Regions from separate parts of the Mus musculus genome. Here regions 2, 3, 4, 5 and 6 are each linked to region 1. A link is a contact called in public HiChIP or PLAC-seq and promoter capture Hi-C data. All regions are on one chromosome and are shown on one strand. Each heading gives the region's core, a stretch centred on a gene start, on an enhancer-like site or on the middle of the called end of the contact. The rest is flanking DNA. Distances are from core to core; before and after follow the strand shown. Region 1 holds the start of Fam169a (family with sequence similarity 169, member A). Region 2 holds the start of Arhgef28 (Rho guanine nucleotide exchange factor (GEF) 28). Region 3 holds the start of Foxd1 (forkhead box D1). Region 4 holds the start of F2rl2 (coagulation factor II (thrombin) receptor-like 2). Region 5 holds the start of Btf3 (basic transcription factor 3). Region 6 holds the start of Iqgap2 (IQ motif containing GTPase activating protein 2).

Region 1 (3,633 bases), core at 395-2,894:
CTCTGTAATACTGACTGTGGAACAAGCATCATTAATAGGAAGCATGGATTTCTGCAGGGATGGCACGTAAAATAATACCATTTGTTTATAGACAATTAGCTAATTTTTTTAAAGTTTCATTTATTCACATGGGTAATGGGGGAACTTTTACTTTCAAAAATATTCAGCCATTAAGTTGTTTTTCCCCTTCCAAATCAGCGTCAAGTCATTCACTGGACTCAGTCTACTGAAGGATGGAAAAGACCTACAGCATCAAAATAACTAGAAACAAATCTCTTGGAACCAAGAAAATACACAGGTCCAGGTTTAATTGATGATCACTGGAGTGGCAGGTGACTCACATAGGGGTTGTATCTGGGTTCACCAACCCGATCCTCCTCATAAATTTTAAAGATGAATCCACTATGACAGCCCCTCGATTTCTATGCATGACTGCCATCATTTGTACTGAAGTTTTATTACTAGTGAACTCCCCTCAGGTTCCTTTCACCACGTCCTCTATTCTAAAGAAGCAACGATTAAAAGTAAGTAAATAAATACTTGAGCCAAATCTATTTCATACTAACTATTAATAATCCTTGTAATTACTTCATAGAACAAGACATGGTTTGAACAGATGTACCTATACATACGTCCTACAATGTGCTTTTATGAAAATAAATAAATAAAATTTAAAGCACAACAAATCCAGAGCCATTAGAAGATTTTCCTCCAGGGCTCACATGTGTGTATTATGCAACAACCAGCGATCCAGATGTTAATCCCTGCTGTGATGCAATGATAAAATACCCAAGGCATGGAGCCCATTTACAAAACAAATTTAAACAAGAATTACTATATACTCAAGAATCTTGGAATGAGCCATTCACAGTTCTGAGAGAATTACATTTAAACTCTTCCTTTGGGTGATCTTTTAGCTGCGTGTCTCCCAATTCCCTCCCAATTCCCTACAAAATCCTCGTAACCGCGGTTTAATTTGGGTTTTTAAAAGGACCGACTGAAGGGGAAAGGGAGACCGGCATCAGGTGGTTACGTTAGAGTCTACTTTTGATAAGATAGCCGCGTAAATTCCCAGAAGGGATTCATCTATTCCGTCATTCTTGCCCATGCACAATAATCGTAGTAAAATACGACCCAGATCCCGGAGCCACTAGCCACCCCGGACTCGCTCCATCCTCCCATCTCCGGTGGCACAGGCCTCTCTCTCTCTCCAAGCTCTGCGTGATGGGCGGCTGAGAACCCTGGGACGGAACAGCAGTGACCCGAATTCTAAGAGAAGCGAGGACTCCATACAATACCTAGTCCGGGTCGGGCGAGCAAGCCGAGAGGGAGGTGCTGCGCGGCCGAGCCCGAGCCCCACCCCCACGCCGCGCGGGTCCCGCTACCCGGAGGATCCCAGGTGGGGACACGGGAGGGGGCGGCTCGGCAGCCGCCGTCCCCGCCGCGACCCCGGGAGGGCGAGCGCGACATTCCCTCACACAAAATGGAGGCCGGCGCACCTGGGGTCGCCGCCACCCGAGGAAGCCCGCGGCCGCCCCGCGGCTCGGCCTCGCACGCCACGCGCCGCGCACTCACCTCAGCCGCGCCGCGGGGGCCCGAAGGCGGAGCGCGAATGACCGAGCGGCCGCTCCCCGCCGCCGCCGTTGCCGCCGCCGACCCCGGCACGCGCGGCTCGTCCGCAGCCCACCGTCCCTCCGCCGGCGTGACGCACTAGCGCCGCGGCGCGCCCACCGCGAATCCCCCCGCCCCGCCGGCCGGCCGGCCTCGTGCGCCGCGGCGCCTCCTCGCCGGGAGCCGCCCCGCCTCGGGGCCGCGGCCGCCCGCTCGCCCGCAGGTGCGCGCTGCCCGCTCGCTCGCCCGTCGCCGCCCGCAGCACGCCCGCTCGGTCGGGCCGTATTAAAGAGTGACCTTGGCTTAGCCGGGAATAGAAGCGAGTAAGCCGCGGGGGCCTCGCGCTGAGCGAGCCGGCTCCTTTAAGGTCGACCTGCGCGGCATCCCCGCCTCGGGCCTCTGGAAAAATCGCCCGGGTGGGTGCGGCCTCCGGACCTCCCGGTGGGGAAGGAGATGATGCTCTGCAAACCTGGGGACGCCGGCTTCCCACCCCACCCCACCCCACCCGACCCCGGACACCACCAGACCCCACTGCCCCCCAGGAGCGCGCCGGAGAAAAGAATTTGCACAAGCCCCACAGCCCAGATTATGCCTTGAGATAAGGAACCATCGCGGCCCTGCGCTGACCTTTCCTACGTGACAAGCTAATCTGACCCCGGAGAGCCTGCGCCATCCTCTCCTCCCCCTTCCCTCACTTCATCCCTTACGGGATCCAGGGCCTTTTGCTAAGTACTCGAGAAAAATAAGTTCACTGGCATTTAAAGGATGATAATTCTTTTTTCTTTAAATAATATATGCGGTAGTAGAAATATAGATGCACAGCAATAATTTTGGATTTTAAGACTTTTTTTTTTGCCCTTAAATTCTGAGAAATTCATCTAATAGCAATGGCATTATGGTTCAGTTATTCAGAAAAGCTTAAAATTACTCCTATTCCTGGGAAGTATTACTAATCACAACACTGACCTTTTAAAGATTCACTAATTGGTAACTTCAAAGAATGCTTTTTCATATAGATCTATTTAAGCCCCCCCTTTTTTTTTTTAAATATAAAGGCTTTTTCTTTTTTACCTCCAGTTGCACACAATCAACCTTACATCTGTTGTGTTTATTTACAATAAATTATTACTAGAAATCTTGAGTTATATACATTTACTATTTTTAGTGGAATTTAACAATGAATTAATATCCAAGCAAGAATTTTGAATAGTTGGATTCCAACCATAGCTAATCATGAATGAGTAAAGTTATATAATTCCTGGATTATCATTTCTAGATCTGTTTGCAAGTAGGAGCCCCCAGGATAATCCCAGTGGCCACTTTGTAAAATTACTTTTGTTTTTCCGGCTCTGGCATCCCCCCCCCCAGGTGCTGCAGTAAAGACTTATTATTATAAACCTAGCCAGAGTGTGGCTGGGCTTTAAATTATTTTATCAATCAGTGGGAACCTGTGCCTGGAACACCTAGCTCCCCAAAGCCTGCTCACTGAGATAGAAATCAAAAGAACTACTCCTCTAGGCCCAAAAAGTGACCACCTGCACACAGTTAAACCTGCCTTCCTTCACGTGGCTGGCATTCTATCTGCCCAGACCGGAAGTGCTAACTTTCACACGTCTGGATGACCTAAGCTATCTTAAGTTAGGAAACCCTCCATGCACTGGGCTTTGATGGTTGCTGATAAACGTGGCCCAAAATCGAACCCTTCAGGTTCCCTGGGGAAGAATTCCTAACGGGTAAAATGACAACCGGTGTTTCTGTCTGCCAAGAGCTGCCCTATGCTCTGCTATTCTTTGTGGAGATTAACTTATCACAATCATCTCTCCAGTGCATACTAACGGGATTCCCAATTTACATAATGGGAAACCGAGGCATATAGATAAGCTGAGTAATTTACTCATTGTGACACAGTTAATGACCCTGGCCTTTGATTCAAAAAGCAAGCGACCTTAAGAAAAACTCTACACTATCTTCCTCTGGTTGAATTTTAACACATTCCTTATATCTTCCTGTTTGAACAAATTT
Region 2 (3,413 bases), core at 904-3,403, 1.1 Mb before region 1:
TTCGTATGACAGCAAGTATAGGCAGGTGCTGTGCTGTGTGATAAGACAAAGGTCAGAGTGTGGAAGAAGGCATAACAGTGGAGAAGGGACTTAGGGAAGAACCTGTGTCAAATAAAGGCTAAAGATGAATAGAGGTTGGACCTCCAGATGAACTGGGAAACTGCGGAGGACTCATGGGAAAGCTGGGCCGATGCCAGTGGAATTACCCACCTGCTAGCTTCCTGGCTGAATGTTTCTGGTCTGTGACCTAAGAACAGGAGAGCTTGAATTTTAAACACATGCATTTCCAGCCTAGCTCAGTCCCAGTGTGTCCTGAGCGACCTGTATCTGCAGAATAGACAAGCAGATGCAAACGGCTATTTACACAGGGATAGCTTTCTGCCTCAGGCAGTTACTGCTTCTCTCAAGGTTGGCGGAGCATGTGGCTTAGAGTTTGAACCTAGAGAAGTTGAAAGCCAAGTACTTATTTAAATATTGATCACGCTCAGTGCCTGAGAGAGAGCAAGAAAACTGCAGCCGGTGGGATTACATGTCCTCTACAATCATGCTGAGAGCATTAGGGACAGTCTCCCTCCGTTTGCTTCTTTTTCGTGTGGAAGAGAGCCTTGGGCTAATGTCTTACAATACCTGTTCCTCTTCCCACAATTCCTTGCCTCTCTCAAGCTGTATATGACAGAATCAACTAAAGAAGAAGAAGAAGAAGAAGAAGAAGAAGAAGAAGAAGAAGAAGAAGAAAAAGAAACAAAAGAACAACAGCAACAGAGGGATCAACAAAGGCTTCTTTTACAAACTTTTCCGCTAACAGGCTTGAAAACTACTTGTGTGTGGTGTGTTGATTCAGCCAATCTCCAGTTGACTTTTTCACATTGAAAATATTGATGTTCGAGAAAAGTGTTATTGCTTTTATTTTTTATCTTCGGGACTTCGTAGTTCTTCAGTGGAGAACACTCTTCTTTGGGACCTAAGGTTCTGCAGTGTGACATCAGAGGATATGAATACAAGTGTCAATACTGCAAGGCCAATGTCAGGTCCTTTATAAAGAAGGAAGGGCAGCGTTTGCCCTAAGACAGGGCTAAAGACCTCAGACCCTGGGTTTTGTTTTTTTGTTTTTGTTTGATTTGTTTTTTGTTTTTTTGGTTTTTTTTTGCCATCCTGCCATTCTTTAGGCTCTGGTTAAACAGGTATGTTAGGAGGGTGGCCCAGGGCATCTGGCAGTGATGGTTTGGGACGGGCCAACACATCTCTCCTGTCCATGTAGTCGGTCTGTCTTCTTGAGAAAAATAAAGGTAATATTAAAGGAACTTAGAAAAGTAGACGCTTAATTTTATCTTTAAAGCTGGAATAATCATCTTAAGCTTATTTTATAGTAAGCTGTACAATGGCGAGACTTTTCACTCGGGACAACTCAGTGCTAAGTGCCTCAGTGCTTTAAGATCCAAGGGGTCCTTTCACATTGTTAGGTGTTGTAAAAGTGGCTATGGCTTTCTCAAAAACAAACAAACAAATGTTGGTGCCGTTTAGGCACCTGTTTGCATAAACGCATAGGGAATCGAGCCTGCAAAGCTTTGGGCCAGAGGAACCTCCATCATCCTCATGAATTAGAGGGAGTCGGCTGTTTTAAAATAGTACTTCCTATTGTAACAGACCCGGGCACTATTATGTCCCGGGTGTGGTGGCTTTGAGCTGAGGACAACCCGAGCCTCCCTCTGGCCTGGCACGGCTCCCTTTAGGAGCCGACCGGCCAGCTCCTTCCTCCGGCGCCACTAGGGCGTGGAGGCCCCCGGGGCGAGCGGGCGCCGCCGCCGCTAGGGTGCAACCCTGCCCTGGCCCAGCAGGTCCCGCTCCGTGCCCGCCGCCGGAGGAAAGCCGAGGCGACCGGCCGCCGCCCCGCGAAGGGAGGGGGCGGCGGAGCCGCAGCAGCTTCAGGTTTCCTCCTGGAGCTGGTGGCGGGCGCGGCCATGTGATGAGGCGGCGACGAGCCCGGCTGGCCAGAGGTGGGCAGGCGGGGACCAGGGGGCGCAGGGGGTGGCCCCAGCTGTGGGCGCGGCGGGCGGGCGAGCGGGGGTGGGGTGGGGTGGGGGGAGCTGCGGCTCCGCCCCTCGGTGCGGCCAGCGGAGCGGAGGGGCGTGGGCAGCTGGGGACCGGCTTCCCCGCTCCGGGCGACGCTGGCCGGCGGGTCGCCCTCGGCAGGCCTCGGGGACAGCGCCTGGCCAGGGCTCCTGGCGTTCCCGAGCCACAGCTCCAGGTAAAGGCGGATTACGGGAGCCATCCCTCTTGTCTCCCCGCAGCCCTGGGCGAAGTTTGCCCACCGGAGTTCTCAGGGGACAAAGTTTCTCTAGGGTCCCCGAGGACGCAGGGGTCTGCAGAGGTGGTGAAAGGCTGCACTCTGTCGGCTGGGCAGCCCGAGGAATGGGCGCCGCCTCCTGGTACCTGGGGATGGCAACAAGTGCATGGCGCTGCCGGGTCGGAGGCAGCAGCTGTGAAGCGCAAACGGGAGGCAGCGGCCACCCCTCACCCTCTCGGGCAAGCGGGGTGGGAGGGGGCAGAGGGTGACGGAGCTCAACCAAAGCTAGTTGCAAGCGATGGAAATCAGAGGCAGGCGGCTGGAGAAGGGTGAACCTCGAGAGCCTGGTTCTCCTCTTCCCATCTGTGTTTCTGGCCAGCTTCACCTATATGCTTGGTGTGTGTGTGGGATGTACCCCAGACTGCTGGTCAGTCTCAAGTTCAGGACATTTATTTCTTGTGGAAACGTTTGCTGAGTTTATAAAAGCATCTATGGTCATCTTGTTTGGGAGGGGCTTTTAGCATTGGGTGGGAATCCGTGCGCTTGTGCCATGAGTTTCTCTGGAATACTCGGTTGTGGGTGGTAGGGGTCACAGGTGGAGAAGGCGTTCTCGCTTGCTGTGAGCTCTGTGAACGCTGGGTGTTCAGACCACCCAGGAAACCCAGCTCTGGTTTCCCAGACACCAGTTAGGTTTCTAAGGGAGACTACTTTAGGAGCCCACAGAGCCTGCCTATTGGTTGCAGCTGGGTGGGCCCAGGGGAAGGGTAACATCTGTGTTTGCTAGCATCTGACTCCCTGACCCCTGCTCAAGTGCCAGCCTCTACACACTCCAAGTTGTAGAGATTGAGCACTCGATTCTGCACCAAGCAGTCAAGAATTACAGTTATAAAGAACGGACACACTGCTTTTCTGTACTTTGCCCTCTCGTGTTCCTAGACCCTGAAGCTGTCTCAGTAAAATGAAATTCTATTCTCAACAACACAAACAAAATCAAAGGCTTGCCCTAGTTAGGCTCTGTGGAAACCACTTTGAACACGATAATTCAAGCTCTGATAACCTTTCCTGGGAAGCTTTCCATAGCTCTATTTTGAGTTTTTATGTGAATGTTAAAACAAATAGGTGTTTGTCT
Region 3 (3,648 bases), core at 35-2,534, 1.3 Mb before region 1:
GAAGGCGGCGGCGGCTGCCGCGGCGGCGGCAGCGAAGAGCGCGGAGGGCGGCGCGCAGGGTGGCAGCTGCAGGCCGTAGGCGCAGCCGTAGGCTCCGTAGCCGCAGGCGGGCGGTGGCGGCGGCGGCGGGAAAAGCGCGGCGCCCGGGTCCCCTGCGCCCGCCGCCGGCCCCGCACCGCGCAGCAGCAGCGCCTCGGCCGCCGCGTGGGGAGCGAGTAGCGGCTGGCGCTTGAAGCGCTTGCGGCGCCGCAGGAAGCTGCCGTTGTCGAACATATCTGCGGACTCCGGGTCGAGCGTCCAGTAGTTGCCCTTGCCCGGGTTGCCCGGTTCGCGCGGGATCTTGACGAAGCAGTCGTTGAGCGACAGGTTGTGACGGATGCTGTTCTGCCAAGCGGGGAACTTCTCCCGGTAGTAAGGGAAGCGGCTGCTGATGAACTCGCAGATCTCGCTGAGCGTCAGGCGCTTCTTGGGGCTCTGCAGGATGGCCATGGTGATGAGCGCGATGTACGAGTAGGGCGGCTTCACCAGCGGATTCTTAGCGCCCCCGCCCGTGCCCGCGCCCGTACCACCTCCCGCGCCGCCTCCCGCTCCGGCGCCGCTGCAGCCGCCCGACCCGGTCCCCGGGGCGGGCGCAGGACCCGGAGGCGCGGGGGACGCGGCGGGCCGGGAGGCCAGCAGCAGGTCATCGTCGTCCTCCTCCTCCAGGTCCTCGAGATCGTCCTCCCCGGCGTAAGAGCGCCTCCGCCGCTGGGCCGAGCTCGGCAACCGGGACCCGCCGCCGCCGCGGCCGCCGCCGCCCTCGTCGTCATCGTCCTCCTCCTCCTCGTCGTCCTCGCCCTCCCCCACCACGTCGATGTCTGTCTCCTCCGCGAGGCCGGAGGCATCGGACATCTCCGTGCTCAGGGTCATAGCTGGGGCGGCGCGGTGGCGCGGCGGCACATAGGGGCACCGGGCTCCCGGCTCCCTGGCCTCCCCAGGCCGATCCCGGAGCGGCGGACCCGGAGCGAGGACGCCACTCTGCGACGCGCGGCTGCAGGAGGTGGCTGGGGCCGCTCCGCTCCGCTACTTGGCGAGCAGGGCTGTGCGAGGTGTTTGCGCTCCCCGGCTCGGCGGGCACCGGGTGGCGGGCGCTCTAGACTTGACCTTTTCCACTGTGGTCCCTTTAGCCCGGTTAGTCCAGGAGGGGGTGGCTGGACCCTGGCGGGCCAGTCGGTGTCGGGCGCCCAGAAGGGCGCGGGAGGAGTGAGAATCTAGAAACGGAGCTCGGCAAGGCCAGGGCTGAGTCCAGAAGAGGGCGGACCTTGTCTGTGCTTATAGCAGAAGGGGGCCTGTCACATGGTGTGCACGTCAGAGCGCGGCCCAGGGAAGGAAAAGAAAGGCGAGGGAATCGGCGTGTAGGAAGAGAAAGTTCACCCGCAGGAGGGGCAGCAGCAAGAGTTGGAGACTGAAGCCCACTATTTCTTGCCAAGATATTGGCTATCCTGAATCCCACCCTAGCCAGCCGCGAGCCGACCCGAGAGCTACAGGAGTTCAAACCCCCAGCCTTATTCTCCCGGATTAGCCCTCAACCCTAATCTCAAGCGCTCCGGGGACGCTTCGATTGGACAACCCAGTGGCCTGTAGGAGTCATCCCACTGGGGACAACTGCTCTATGTGTGAGGTGCTCACTGGAATATTGAGCGAGGGAGTCTGGTAGGGTGTCCCAGCTCTCTGGACTGGGCCAGTCTCCGCCTGTGGAATCTGATGAAAAATCCCCCATTTTGAGCACGGTAATAATTGTTTATTGACCCTTTAACCCTTTCCCTTCGGTTCTTCTCCAAAGACGTTTGTTTTCCGCCATCTGTTAATAAAAATGCGGTTAGGCTGGCGTTTTGGTCATTTATCTGCAATTGAATGCCCTAGAGACTTGACAGCTAAACTAAGCCACTCTAATGAGAGCATCTCACAAATTCCATGGGAATAGAGCAAGCAATGGTTGAATGAGGAAAAGAAATAGAAAATTGTAATGAAAACCCAAACACACACAGAAATTACACATAGCAGCAACTCAAACACTGTTGAGATGTTAGGAAAAAGAGCGCTATACTTTTCAATAAAAGGTATTTCTAAAGGAGCATTTCACACTACTTTCTAAATACTGGAATTATTATAACTTACACACAGTGTTGTTCCGGAAGGATTGATAGTAGAAAGGACAGTAGCAAAGATGAACTTTGAGATCAATTTTTTATTTTGGAAAATACATTAAATGCTTTTTATACTCTTTTTTTTAAAAAAAAACCCGACTTTTAAATTTTAAATGCAGGATGCAACTCCACTCGATTCATTTTTCTTCCAAGTGGCAAGCTAATAGGGATGATTAAAGTATTATTCTGTTTTAAGGTCACCTGTGTTTACCACCAGCTAAATGTTTTGTTCTGGCTGGCGGGAAATCCGAATAATTGTGTAATCCGAATTCATTTTGATAGCCTAGCTTTCTGGATGTTTGCCTTTTCTGAGATGTTTCGATTTCAAATAGGGAACTTTGCCTTACCAGTTTAACTTTCTGGTTAAAATCGCCATTTGCCAAGAACTGAATAAAAATTCAATGGCTTTCTCTAGGAACAATCTCAAATGCTCTGTGTGTCATTGTATCAACCAAGTGTTTCTTACTTCCTGAAGTGACTTGTTCTAACTGGTATTCATCACAAAAATAAGCTGTTGCCCCATCTAATACTTCTTTTCAAATCAGATTTCGTTTTCTCCAATGGGTAACCACCAGTTCCACTTGTAAATGGTCTGTAAAGTCTACTAGAGATCTTTAAAAGATCTATGAGAATGCCTTGCGATCTGAACGCGTTGATTTTCATTGCCTCTCATTTGATGTATGACTGGACCATCTAATTATTGTAATGGGCTCTGATTAACCTGCGCCAACATTAATCAGGCAGCGAATGCTTTGTTGATGCAGACAGGCGTCCTAACCAAGGAGTCCACTTTTACATCAAAAGTTTAAGTTTTATTAGTGCTTGCCCGATATCTAAATAAACACTATGGTTTTCGCAGTGCTGAGGGCTGCTGCGTACAAACGTATTTGAAGATGGAATACAAGAAGAATTGTTCGCAGGTTATTAGTAACGTTAGAGGAAAATCTCTCTGCTCAAGATTTGCAATTTGTCTGTCCTAGAAGGGTCTGGGAGTTGAGAGCTTATGTTCCGTTTGCAATATCGCCCCCAAAGGGTTAAAGGGCTGTTTCCTGGAAATGTTTGGGGAAACGTGGTAAATTACCTTAAAGTCACTGGCGGGGGGCGAGGAATGTGGGGATTTGCTGGATTTGACAGACCACCTCAACACACTGGGATCAATGAAGGTACAGAACAGGTAACCAGAGATTTGAGTGAGCTTCACTAAAGCCATCTTTGGGCACTCCACCAGTTTTGTTTGCTTTAGTTAAGGTACCTATAGCCCCTTAGCTGTTCAGTCCAGAAATTTCCCAGCCTGGAAACCTTGCTGGGAATTCGTGCCTTGCTCATCCTCTTTCTGCCTTCCTGGTCCCTAGCTCTCAGAATCTCCTGACTCCCTGTCTTTTCTCCAAGGATGGAAAGTCCCCCATCCCATCCCATCCCATCCCATCCCATCCCATCCCATCCCATCCCATCCCATCCCCTC
Region 4 (3,480 bases), core at 176-2,675, 1.4 Mb after region 1:
GTTATTTATAAAACGACACGCAACTGACTAGGATTTTTTTTTTTGGTTTCCATTTGGTGCAGTGTTTCTGAAATGCTCCCCGCCTGGGAGAAGGCTTCAGAGAGTCTAATCCAAAGAGAATGGCCCTCAGCCACACACACCCCACCTCACATCTCTCCAAGGCAGACTTCGAACCCACTGTCCCACCTCTCCTTAAGTCTCACTTCTCAGTCTCCCAAGCAGGCTAGCATCAGGAAGGAACTCCCTCTCATAACTCATTTCCTTGCAACCATGGCTCAGCTTTGTGGCTTCTCCTCTCAGAGAAACCATAAACCTAGCCAACCCGTGCTTGTACCGCCCCTGCCATGGGTCCCCTTAAGCAGGGAACTCAATTTAAGGATCGTTCCTTTTGCAGACGGCTGCCTTTTGTTTAAGTTGGTTTCTTCCCAGTTCCTCCTCCTAATTGATTGCCCTGTGGCCTGACAGAGTCCTGCATACAATCCTGTCTCAAAGTAGTTCATTTCAGAACAATGAGGAAGTTATATAAGCTACCACAATAGAAGACATGTTCAAAGTGAAATAATTATATTTGGGAAAGCTTATTTCTAAAATTATACATAACCAAATTATGCCTAAACATCGTATACAGACATATCCGTATAGACATATATACACACAGACATATATACATATATATGTGAGGGACAGAGAGAACTCCTTGGTTCTGAAACATTAAGAAAAGACGGTATTTCACCTTGGAAACACGTCACATCCCTGATTAATGTCACTGGCTGCTGAAACCAAATTACTTTTCCTGGCAGTATTTTTTTTCCCACCGGTGCCTCAACAGAAATTATAATATTTAGAAATTTGAAAAGATTTTTTTAATGCCTTGAAAAAGTGCAATCTTTTCTACATCTGAACATTGTACACATACAAACACTTCTCACGCCAAAAAAAAAGTGGTTTTTGACTTAATCATAAAGTCTTGACTCTGTCACAAATGTAGAGACACTACTAGTAGAGAAGAACGCTTGGTCTTTGACAAGGTTTGACTTGGGAACAAGCTTGAATATTTCCACGCTATATTACCCCAGGCTAAAACCAGATCAAATTGTGTCTTTGGGTTCACAGTTTCTAGGAGTTAACAAGAAAATTAGGGCATTTGACTCTGACAGCAGAAACCATCCACTCACCACTCTCTCACCCCCATGCTAGACCACAAGAAGGGGACTTACCACTTTGGCAAACAGTGACTGGCAGAAACAGCAGCCCAGCTGCAACCAAGATAAGGATTTTCATCTTGATGTCCTGAGACCCGGTTACAGGATGTTGTTAAGTATACAAAGTCACAGCGTAGATTCCCCTCAGCTCCATGTATGAGCAGCAAGTGGAAAGCTGAGAACTCTGCCAGCCTGGACTGTGTGGGCAGGGACTCGTCCTTGCCTCTACAGAGAAAGGATGTGGCCACTTGATGTTTCTGTCTGTGTGCATGACTCAGGCTGAGCCTCTCTGGAGGAGTTGCCATATCCCTTTTATCTCTTCCTCACCCCCTCCATTATTTCATTTAGAACCAGTGCTGTAGTTCTCCCAGGGGCTTGGAATAATGGCAGAGACTGCAGAGTCCCTTGCAAAACAAAGCTGAGAACAGGTGCTGGGAAGCAATTAGCTTTGAATCAATTCCACTGCCCCGGTTCTATTCCCTATGCCAAAACCCTAGCTCCAGAGTTACGCCTTCTATTTAACACAAGAACAGTCAGACATTACACTCCTGTGTAACAGTCAGACATTCACTCCGCCATGGTCAGAACGGCCTCTTCTTACCGTAAATGGGAACAAACACAGAGTTCCATGGTGTGTAGAGCGTGAGAGGCTTTGGAGCGCACAGGCCTACATGCAATGTCTTCATCAAGCCCCTCCCCTCAAGGCTCAGGGATCTATGCGGAAGAGAAGGCAAAAAGATTGTTAAGAGCCAAAAGGGATCGATAGCTCCATGGAAACAGTGTCTTCCGGATAAATCAGGACTGGTGCACATATGAACTCACAGAGAAGGCAGCATGCACAAGGCCTGCACAGGTTCAAGCCAAGGAGGGTCCCAGAGCTGAGAGGGGAAGGGGACTGGGGCTCCCACCACTAACCCAGAAAGTTCTGCAGTTGATACCCACTGGCAAAGGAAAGAGTGGTTTCCTCCAATGGAATCTCCTGGATGCCCTAGGCACATGTCAAGGTAGGCCCTACACCCAGGAGTGGTTGGCTAACACAAAGAAAATTCAGTGGGATTTTTGCAGACTTTTCATCTCCTACTGCTTTGTTTGTTTGTTTGTTTGTTTGTTTGTTTGTTTTTTCTTTTTTTTCTGCCTTAATGGTCTTTTTGTTTGTATATTTGGGTTTCCATTTTGTTATGCTTTTGTGGGCTTTGGTGTATGCATTTCTTGTTTCTGTTTTTATTATTTGTTTAAATATAGACAGAAAGGGTATGGCGTTAGGGAGGTAGGAAGGATCTGGAAGTTGAGGAGAGGGAAAAGCGATCAAAATATAACATGAAATTTCTTTTTCAAAAATCAAAATGAAATTGTGCTTTATTTCAAATTTTAGTTCCTAAACTGATCACATAGTTATAAACTGAATTAATCATGAGAAGCGAATACACCCTCCCTCCTCCATCTTTTATTTTGTTATTTTGTTCTTTGAGACAGAGTTTCATATAGTCTGGCTTGCCTTGAACTCAGGATGCAGTTGAGCTCCTGGGCCACCTCCTGCTGCCTCTGGGCTGCTGGGATCTGTGGAGCTGGACACTAAACCCAGGGCTTCTAGGACTCTATCAACAGAGTTACATCCTCAGGCCTGGCAAATATTTAAGAAGTTCAAATTGTATCAGAGGGATTAGATTGTTTCTAAATTTCACCTGAGGGTGATAGTACTTATTTATGACCCCAGCGCTTGACAGACGGGCCGTAGCAAGAGGACTGTAATGAGTTGAAAGCGGGCCTTGGCCATGTTGTGAGTTCTAGCCCAGCCTCAGGAACACAGTGAAAGTTTGTCTCAGAGGGAGAAAGAAGACAATTCTCTACCTGCCTTCCAATGCCCTGACAGCCCTTAGTGCCTGTCAGGAACTTAGTTTTATTGTGTCTGGGAAGAAGGTTCATTTGCCATTGATCAATGTGTCCTATGATAACTCTATAGGATAAGATAACAGGATAGATGCAAACCCCCCCCCAAAAAAAACTATTTGAACTGAACTAAATTAAAATCATAATAAAATATCGAAGAACAAGACCTTGCTTTATTCCATGAACTTTTTGTTTTGTTTTGTTTTGTTTTGTGACCTGGTTTCTTGGAACTCTATCTATAGACCAGGCTGGCCTTGAACTGAGATCCACCTGCCTCTGCCTCCTGAGTGCTAGGATTAAAGGTGTGCACCACCATAGCCAGCCTGTTATTCCATGAATCTTGATGAATGAACAGATTTATAATAAGCATTTTAAGATGATAGATAGATAG
Region 5 (3,246 bases), core at 451-2,950, 1.2 Mb before region 1:
AGACAGGTATCAGTTACATATTGTAGAGTTTTATGTAAAAATTCAGAAAATATCATGATTAGGAAGTTTCACATACTTTCAGTGTAATATGAAGAGTAAAATATTCTACAGATAAACATTTCTTTAAAAAGAACTAGTTAGCCGGGCGTGGTGGTGCATGCCTTTAATCCCAGCACTTGGGAGGCAGAGGCAGGGGGATTTCTGAGTTCGAGGCCAGCCTGGTCTAAAGAGTGAGTTCCAGGACAGCCAGGGCTATACAGAGAAACCCTGTCTGGAAAAACAACAACAAAAAAAAAAAAAAAAAAAAAACAAAAACAAAAAGAACTAGTTTTACCTTTTATCCATCATATGTAACACAGTCATGTTTTATATATTTTCTGTAGCACTGAATTCTGTTGCCTCATCTCAGTTATTTGGAGAATGGTTAGGTACTTCATAGGGTAGACAACAAGCATGGTTTTCTGAGACAAACTTACTTGTTCGGATAAAAGAAACATTGTTGTTGTTTCAAGAAAAAGAACTTGTTACAATTTTCTACATAGCAACGTAGTTGTCTCTCCCGATTTTTTAAATGACTCATCGCTGTTGCAAGAAACTCTTGTGTAAAAAGGTTTCCAAGGGGAAAAAAAATTGATTTTAGCTAGAGTATTCATTTCGGCAACTTTTCTGGATAAATTGTATTCTCTAAAAATTCTAACACAACTTTCTCTTTGGAATATTCAAAAACATTTCGTAGCTAAGATTGGAAAAAGGCTTAAGCACACAGAATTTTCACTTAACCTCTTTTTCTTTTTCGTTTTTTAATCTTCATATAGGGATTTTCTAAGGTTATCTTAAAATTTGTCTGGGAATGGTGCTAGACGACTATAATCCCAGCATTGGACAGAGGGGCTCTGAGGCCGGAGAATAGCTGTGTGCTTCAGACTAGCCAGGATTACTTATCGAGACACTTTTTAAAACAACCATCAAATTATGCAACAACAACAAAAAACAAAAACAAAAAAACAAAAAAACGACAACCACAATTCGTGCTGGAGTTCGGCAAACTTTAACTCACAGCCACGTTTTTACCCCCAAGCACGCAGGCTCAAATTCATCTTGGAAGAATTCAAGGTAAAGTTTGCTCCATCGTGAATGCTTCATGGTCGAATCCATGACGATTCGAGATCAGGGAGTCGATGGTAGAGGTGTAGAAGGGTTAAGAGGTTACAAATCTTGTTACCCTGTTTCAACCTTGAATAAACCGAATTGCTGAAGGGTGGAGATCTGGAAAGCATTCCGAACATGCTTTCTAGACATTCTGAGTCGCGATTTCTACATCACCCAAGTCACTTAATTTTGGAAAGCAACATTAGCCTGGCTGATTTCGATAGTTTTTTATTTACACCCGGCATTGAGCAGACACTGCAGCCTACTGGACAAAGCTGGACGCCCTACGGGGTGGCCACAGGGCAGACTGATTTAACCACAGCTCTACAGGGAGCCTCACTGTCCGATCTATCCGCGGCCTTTCCCAGGACCGCGGACGGCGACCGCGGGTCCCAGCTCTCCGGTGCTGCTCCCGGCCCGCCGCTGGACGAAAGGAAAGAAACAGCCGCGGACCGGCCCCCGGCTGCGCATGCGCGGCGACGCCAACTCCGCTTCCTGAATTCTGGAGGAAGTGGCGTCGCGTTACTTCCGGCCTCCCTCTAGCTGCCATCTTGCGTCCCCGCGTGTGTGCGCCTTCTCTCAGCTGGTCTGCCCGAGACCCCCTGAGCGTGAACCTTAGTTCCCCGCGCGGCGCCATTTCCACTCCGACAAGGTACAGAAAAAAGGCCGTGGACGCCGGCGTGGGAGGAGACCGGGAGTTGGGGGTGGGGCGGGCGTTTCCCGGCAGGAGCGAGGCAGGGAGGGGACGGACGGAGCTGAGGAAAGCGATGCGACGGACGGGCGCTCCCACCCAGGCGGACTCTCGGGGGCGAGGGCGAGCCAGGGGCGGCTGGCCCGGGGCCGAAGCGACGCCCTCTCTCCCTCTCGGCGGAAGCCGAGGACGGGAGTCTCAGGTACCGCGAGGCCTGCGGAGAGTGGCCGGGCCGGGCAGGCCGTGGCGAGGCCTCGGCCCAGGCCGGGCAGGGCGGCGGGGAGCGGGGGATGCTCGGTCGCCGTGGGGCTGAGCCCGAGGCCGGGCCGGGCCGGGCGGGGGAGGGGCGAGGGGCCCTGTGCGCCCCGGCGAGCCTGGAGGGGTGAATTGGGGATCCAGGCCTCAGCCCGAGGGGGACGACGTTCTCCTGCGAGTGTAGCGGGAAATAACGAGCGTGGAATGCTGGAGGGGGGGCCCGGCCGTTCTTGTTCTTGGCTGAGGATTTTTTTTTTTCCTCTCTCTTTGTAGATGAAAGAAACAATCATGAACCAGGAGAAACTCGCCAAACTGCAGGCACAAGTGCGCATTGGTGGGAAAGTAAGTTTCTTTTTTTTTTTTCCTCCTTTCTTTTTCTCTCCTCTCTCTCTTCCAAAGTTCCGTTTGCATTTCTCACGTTGTTGGGTTTTTTGTTTTTTGTTTTTTTTGTTGTTGTTGTTGTTGTTTTTGGTTTGGTTGGTTGGTTTTTTGGGTTTTTTTTGTCACTTTGCTTGGCAGGGGACATTTCGCAAAGCTAGCAAATCCAAGGGAAATGAGACCAATACTAAGAGACAAGGAGGAGATAGATAGATAGATAGATAGTAGGGGTGAGGTCGGTCATCGAGTAGAGAAGAAAATAGCACTTAAAAACGGTGCCTTGCTTGCAAGAGGTTCAGGATTATGGCGCATATAAACAAATGTTACTGGATTTTATGAATGGGGGGGAAAGTATGTTCTCTGCCAAATCTTTGTGTACCGTGTACCCTTGACTTGTACAATGTTGGGGGTGGTTATTTTGTTACCTTTGAGTTGTCCTGAGATCCAACACATGTTTTGGTACATGCTAGAGGACCTCTCAACTCCCAAACTGCATTCCCACCCCATTTTTTTTAAAAGTAAGTTAACTGAAAGTATTGGCTTTTCCTGTTCTACTTAATGATTAGGTAATTTTATTATTATTATTATTATTATGAAGATCTTCTGCTCTTCTGCATTGCTTTCTGAACTAAATGCTCAACAGACTAATTGTCTTTTTTAGGGTATTTGAGGATACCTTCCTATTTAAATTCGTGAACAGTGTTAGGTTGGGAAATCCTACCTTAGCACATGTCTTTTGTTCCTCAACCTTTGTAATTATGCTACAGTGAGAG
Region 6 (3,325 bases), core at 789-3,288, 1.2 Mb after region 1:
TGCAAGAAAGCATCATGCTTCCTGAGGTCAACTTCATAGAAGCTCTTCTTTCCTAACGTCTTCTATAGCCCCTTCCATCCAACATCAGCATCTCCACCTTGTTTGCTCTAATACATTTTGTAATCTGGCCAGAACTCACCTTTTCTCAAGTCCAGAACATTCTGCGATTCTTATGCTCAAAACCAAGAAGTCATGGGTGGTTGTTGTAGCCCTCATATGCAAGCCCAGCTCCTGGGAGATTGAGGCTGTGGGGTCACAAGTAGGGCAAGATCCTGTCTCAAAAATAAACAAACAACAAAACCACCCTAGAACGCCTTTAAGGGCTCTCAAATGTCCCTTAATTGTCATAATCGACCACTTGGTCTGACATTCAGAAAGTGCTCTGCTGCTTAGTAATAGGTTCCCAGCCCAAGCTCAGGTTCCAGCTCATGGCTCCCATCCTTGCCTGTCTCTTAGGATAGGATGTTCTCCACCCAACTCTTGCCTATTTTCAAACTCCACCTGACACCACACTTTGAAATCATACCACCTTCTCAGGCCATTGTGGTTTACAGCGATTTCCTCCCACCTCTCCTCACATAGACCATCTACTTCTTGAGGCCCTGCATCCTGGTGTTCATCCTGAGAACTGATGTGTGAGGAGTTCATCTTTGATGCACAGAATACGCAGTGCGTTTTAGAGTCCAACATGGCGTCTCTGAGACATGGAAGAAGCCTGGCTGACAGGCTGGTCACAGGATGAGTATTGCTGACCTGTGGCCATAGCATTAGAAGCATCTACTTTTGTGGGGAGGAAAATCCCTTTCATCCCATTCCAACAGGGTGAGAATCCAATGTCTCTAGGGGTGGGGGTGGGGAATCCTCTCGCTCTCATCTGATGAGACTTCCCTCTTCCTGTGCACCTAACTCATAGGCTGGCACAACTTCAGCTTCACTGACCACTTGTGAGAAACGCAAGTTCATGAGCCTCAACTCAGACCAACGGAACTGGAGGCGGGGCGGGGTCCAAGAGTCTGAATTTCAAGTTTCAAGAGTTCATTGTGTCTCCCAGAAAGCAGCTGGCTGCTCTCTGTAGATTTGCTTAATTAAAGGTGACTAGTGTCGCTAGACCACCTTTCTTCGGCTAAATCATCTCTTATGACCCTCTCTTTTGATGATTTTTTTTCAGTCATGTGATCACCCACATGCCCCACGTTTGTGAAAAAGCAGTGGCCCATGTTTGGGGGGGGGGGGCTCCCACATTCCTCCAGGCTCCAAGCAACCGCATGAAAACCGTGCTTTTAAAACAGCTACTTGTGGTTTCTGTCTCAAAAGCTGAGCCGGAAAGGGGTTTGTGGTTGTGCGACCCCGGCTGGGCCTGAGCGACAGTTTTGCACATTGGGGGCGGGCTGGCAGAGGGGTGGGCGGATGACTGGCAGTTGTGTTCTGAGTGTTGTTTGGAGGCTGTTAATCTTGCTCCTGCAGCCCGCGCACGAGCTCACCCTTACCGTTTCTTGTCAAGAAAGGGGAATCCTGTGTCTCGTAAGCCAAAAGTCATAAACAACTTTCGTTTATACCCCTAAATGCGAGAAGCAGGCGCTCGCGGGGCTCGGGGGTGGGGTGGGGAGGTGAGTGTGTGAGGGTTGTCCCCGTGCAATCTCTCTAGAGGAAAAGGAACTGCAATGTTTGTCTCTCAGTCACTGAGCAACACCCAGGCGAACTGGGTGCCTGTGGTCTGCTGTGGTTTTTCTTGCTCTTCCCTGCGCTGGTTCACTTCCACCCTCCGGATGCTCCAAGTCGCCCTCCATCTGTGCGCTGGGCTCCAGCTGCAGGGGTCCAGGGTGCCTCTCAGCCCCTTCCTCTCGCGGGAGGCGGGTCCTCGCAACCGGGCGCTGCGCTGTGCGGCCAGTAGGGGTCGCTGCACGGCGGCGCGCTCCCACCGCGGTGAATAACGGGGCCGGGCGGGAGGAGAAAGGAAACCTGCTGGGGGAGGCGGTACGGCCCGCGGGCGGGCGGGCGGGCGGGCGGGCGAACGAGCGAGCGAGCGAGGGAGGAGATAGTTCACTTTTGCCCCGGTGTCAGCGAGACGCGGCCGCCGCAGGCGCGAGTGAAGGAGCACCGAGGGAGCGGAGCGGTCAGCTCCGAGAAGCCGGGCGAGGGCAGCCCAGAGGTGGGATCGGAGCGCGCCCGCCGGGCGCGGAGCCCGCGAGCCTGGCCAGCGAGGGAAACCACGGGGGGCGCTCCCCGGGAGGGCCCCCAGAGCAGCGCAGGATGCCGCACGAAGAGCTGCCGTCGTTGCAACGGCCCCGCTACGGCTGTGAGTGTTCGGGCTCCCGTTGATCTCGGGGCGCCCCTCTCCCTGGGACGGCGTTGGGGAGGCCGAGGGGCTTGAGGGCGCGCTGCGGAGGGCAGCGGCTGGCAAAGTTGAGAATTGGAATTGCAAAGGAGCAGGGCGCGGATTTCCAAGCCCCTTTCTTCCAAATTCCTAATTGCAGCTTCCAGCTAAGTCCCTCCACCTCGCAAGCCTCAGCAGCTCTGGTGCAGATCAGGTTGTGGTTTAGGGGTATCAGGTGAGGAGCCCGCCTTGCTTTGGGCGCTGCCGGCTCGAGCCAGAGGGTGGCGTAGGGGATCCGATGCTTCCCACCCAAAAGGGGCGGAAAGTTTGTTTGCTGTCGCTACAGGTGGGCAGCGCAGCTCCTGTGCCCGCGCGCTCTGCGAGAGGTGAAGGCACTTTCCTGGAAGGGCAGGCTTCTCCTACTAGTCTCTTTTGGGCCTCACCTGAGCAGCTAGAGCCACTTAGGCCCCACAGGTGTGAGGCCCTTCCAGCCAAGGCCTCCAGGGACACGTACCGCCCCCAGCCACTTTCCCGGTGGCTCTCCCCGCCCCCGATCTCCTGCGCGGGAGGATTTCTGTAAGGACAGACTCTGAGCCGGTCTGATTGAAAGTGACGGTGTCGGTTACCCAGCCCCGGGCTGCCGGCGGCGGAAAGAGGTGGCTTTGACTAACAAGAGGGAGCCAGATTATCGCCAACCACGTGGCCCCTTGTGCAGAGTTCAGAGTCCTAAATATGCGCTAGGAAGTATTTCCTTTAAAACAAACAGAACGCTGGCTTCTTCTCCCGGGTTGGCCCTGTCGACAAACGCATGGCCACGAACCATGGGTTAATCTTTTGCTTGGACTGGTCTTGTTAGACGCAGTACCAGGTTTAGGTTAAGGTGGTGACAACTGCAACAGAGTTAGTGTGTTCATGTGGTTTGTGGTGTTTGGTAGGAGCACGGATGAAATTTTTGGAAGAGGGTCGCCAACTTCCCTAAGTCAGTCAGTCAGTCTCTCTCTCTCTCTCTCT

What was found. Promoter capture Hi-C pulls out the DNA fragments that hold promoters and counts their contacts. HiChIP or PLAC-seq counts read pairs in DNA pulled down with a chosen protein or histone mark.
Region 2: a contact with region 1 is called in a promoter capture Hi-C map of liver, with 4 times the contacts expected there. The contact joins the promoter of Arhgef28 here to the promoter of Fam169a in region 1. A contact is called at or near these places in 3 of 39 promoter capture datasets (hippocampal neurons, liver and pre-B cells).
Region 3: a promoter capture Hi-C map of liver shows a contact between it and region 1, with 3 times the contacts expected there. The contact joins the promoter of Foxd1 here to the promoter of Fam169a in region 1. A contact is called at or near these places in 1 of 39 promoter capture datasets (liver) and 1 of 9 other capture datasets (adipose tissue).
Region 4: a promoter capture Hi-C map of liver shows a contact between it and region 1, with 4 times the contacts expected there. The contact joins the promoter of F2rl2 here to the promoter of Fam169a in region 1. A contact is called at or near these places in 2 of 39 promoter capture datasets (hippocampal neurons and liver).
Region 5: a contact with region 1 is called in an H3K27ac HiChIP or PLAC-seq map of extraembryonic endoderm stem cells, with 9 times the contacts expected there. The contact joins the promoter of Btf3 here to the promoter of Fam169a in region 1. A contact is called at or near these places in 1 of 39 promoter capture datasets (embryonic stem cells) and 4 of 115 datasets of contacts at active chromatin or transcription factors (embryonic stem cells and extraembryonic endoderm stem cells).
Region 6: a contact with region 1 is called in a promoter capture Hi-C map of embryonic stem cells, with 5 times the contacts expected there. The contact joins the promoter of Iqgap2 here to the promoter of Fam169a in region 1. A contact is called at or near these places in 2 of 39 promoter capture datasets (embryonic stem cells and hippocampal neurons).

Annotation. Positions count from the first base shown.
Region 1 is chr13:97,069,654-97,073,286 of GRCm38.p6, reverse strand. Fam169a (family with sequence similarity 169, member A) reads right to left here and starts at 1,644. Exons shown (of 13, transcript NM_001100458.1): 1 at 1,576-1,644.
Region 2 is chr13:98,204,905-98,208,317 of GRCm38.p6, reverse strand. It overlaps Arhgef28 (Rho guanine nucleotide exchange factor (GEF) 28), which reads left to right and starts at 2,153. Exons shown (of 36, transcript NM_012026.2): 1 at 2,153-2,245.
Region 3 is chr13:98,351,881-98,355,528 of GRCm38.p6, reverse strand. It overlaps Foxd1 (forkhead box D1), which reads right to left and starts at 1,284. Exons shown (of 1, transcript NM_008242.2): 1 at 1-1,284. The coding sequence starts at 909.
Region 4 is chr13:95,694,865-95,698,344 of GRCm38.p6, reverse strand. It overlaps F2rl2 (coagulation factor II (thrombin) receptor-like 2), which reads right to left and starts at 1,425. Exons shown (of 2, transcript NM_010170.4): 1 at 1,218-1,425. The coding sequence starts at 1,281. The region is part of intron 13 of Iqgap2 (IQ motif containing GTPase activating protein 2); the gene reads left to right.
Region 5 is chr13:98,315,421-98,318,666 of GRCm38.p6, reverse strand. Btf3 (basic transcription factor 3) reads left to right here and starts at 1,700. Exons shown (of 6, transcript NM_145455.3): 1 at 1,700-2,042; 2 at 2,369-2,437. The coding sequence starts at 1,917. It overlaps Gm9828 (predicted gene 9828), which reads right to left and starts at 1,551. Exons shown (of 4, transcript NR_137279.1): 1 at 1,058-1,551.
Region 6 is chr13:95,890,635-95,893,959 of GRCm38.p6, reverse strand. It overlaps Iqgap2 (IQ motif containing GTPase activating protein 2), which reads left to right and starts at 2,038. Exons shown (of 36, transcript NM_027711.1): 1 at 2,038-2,296. The coding sequence starts at 2,251.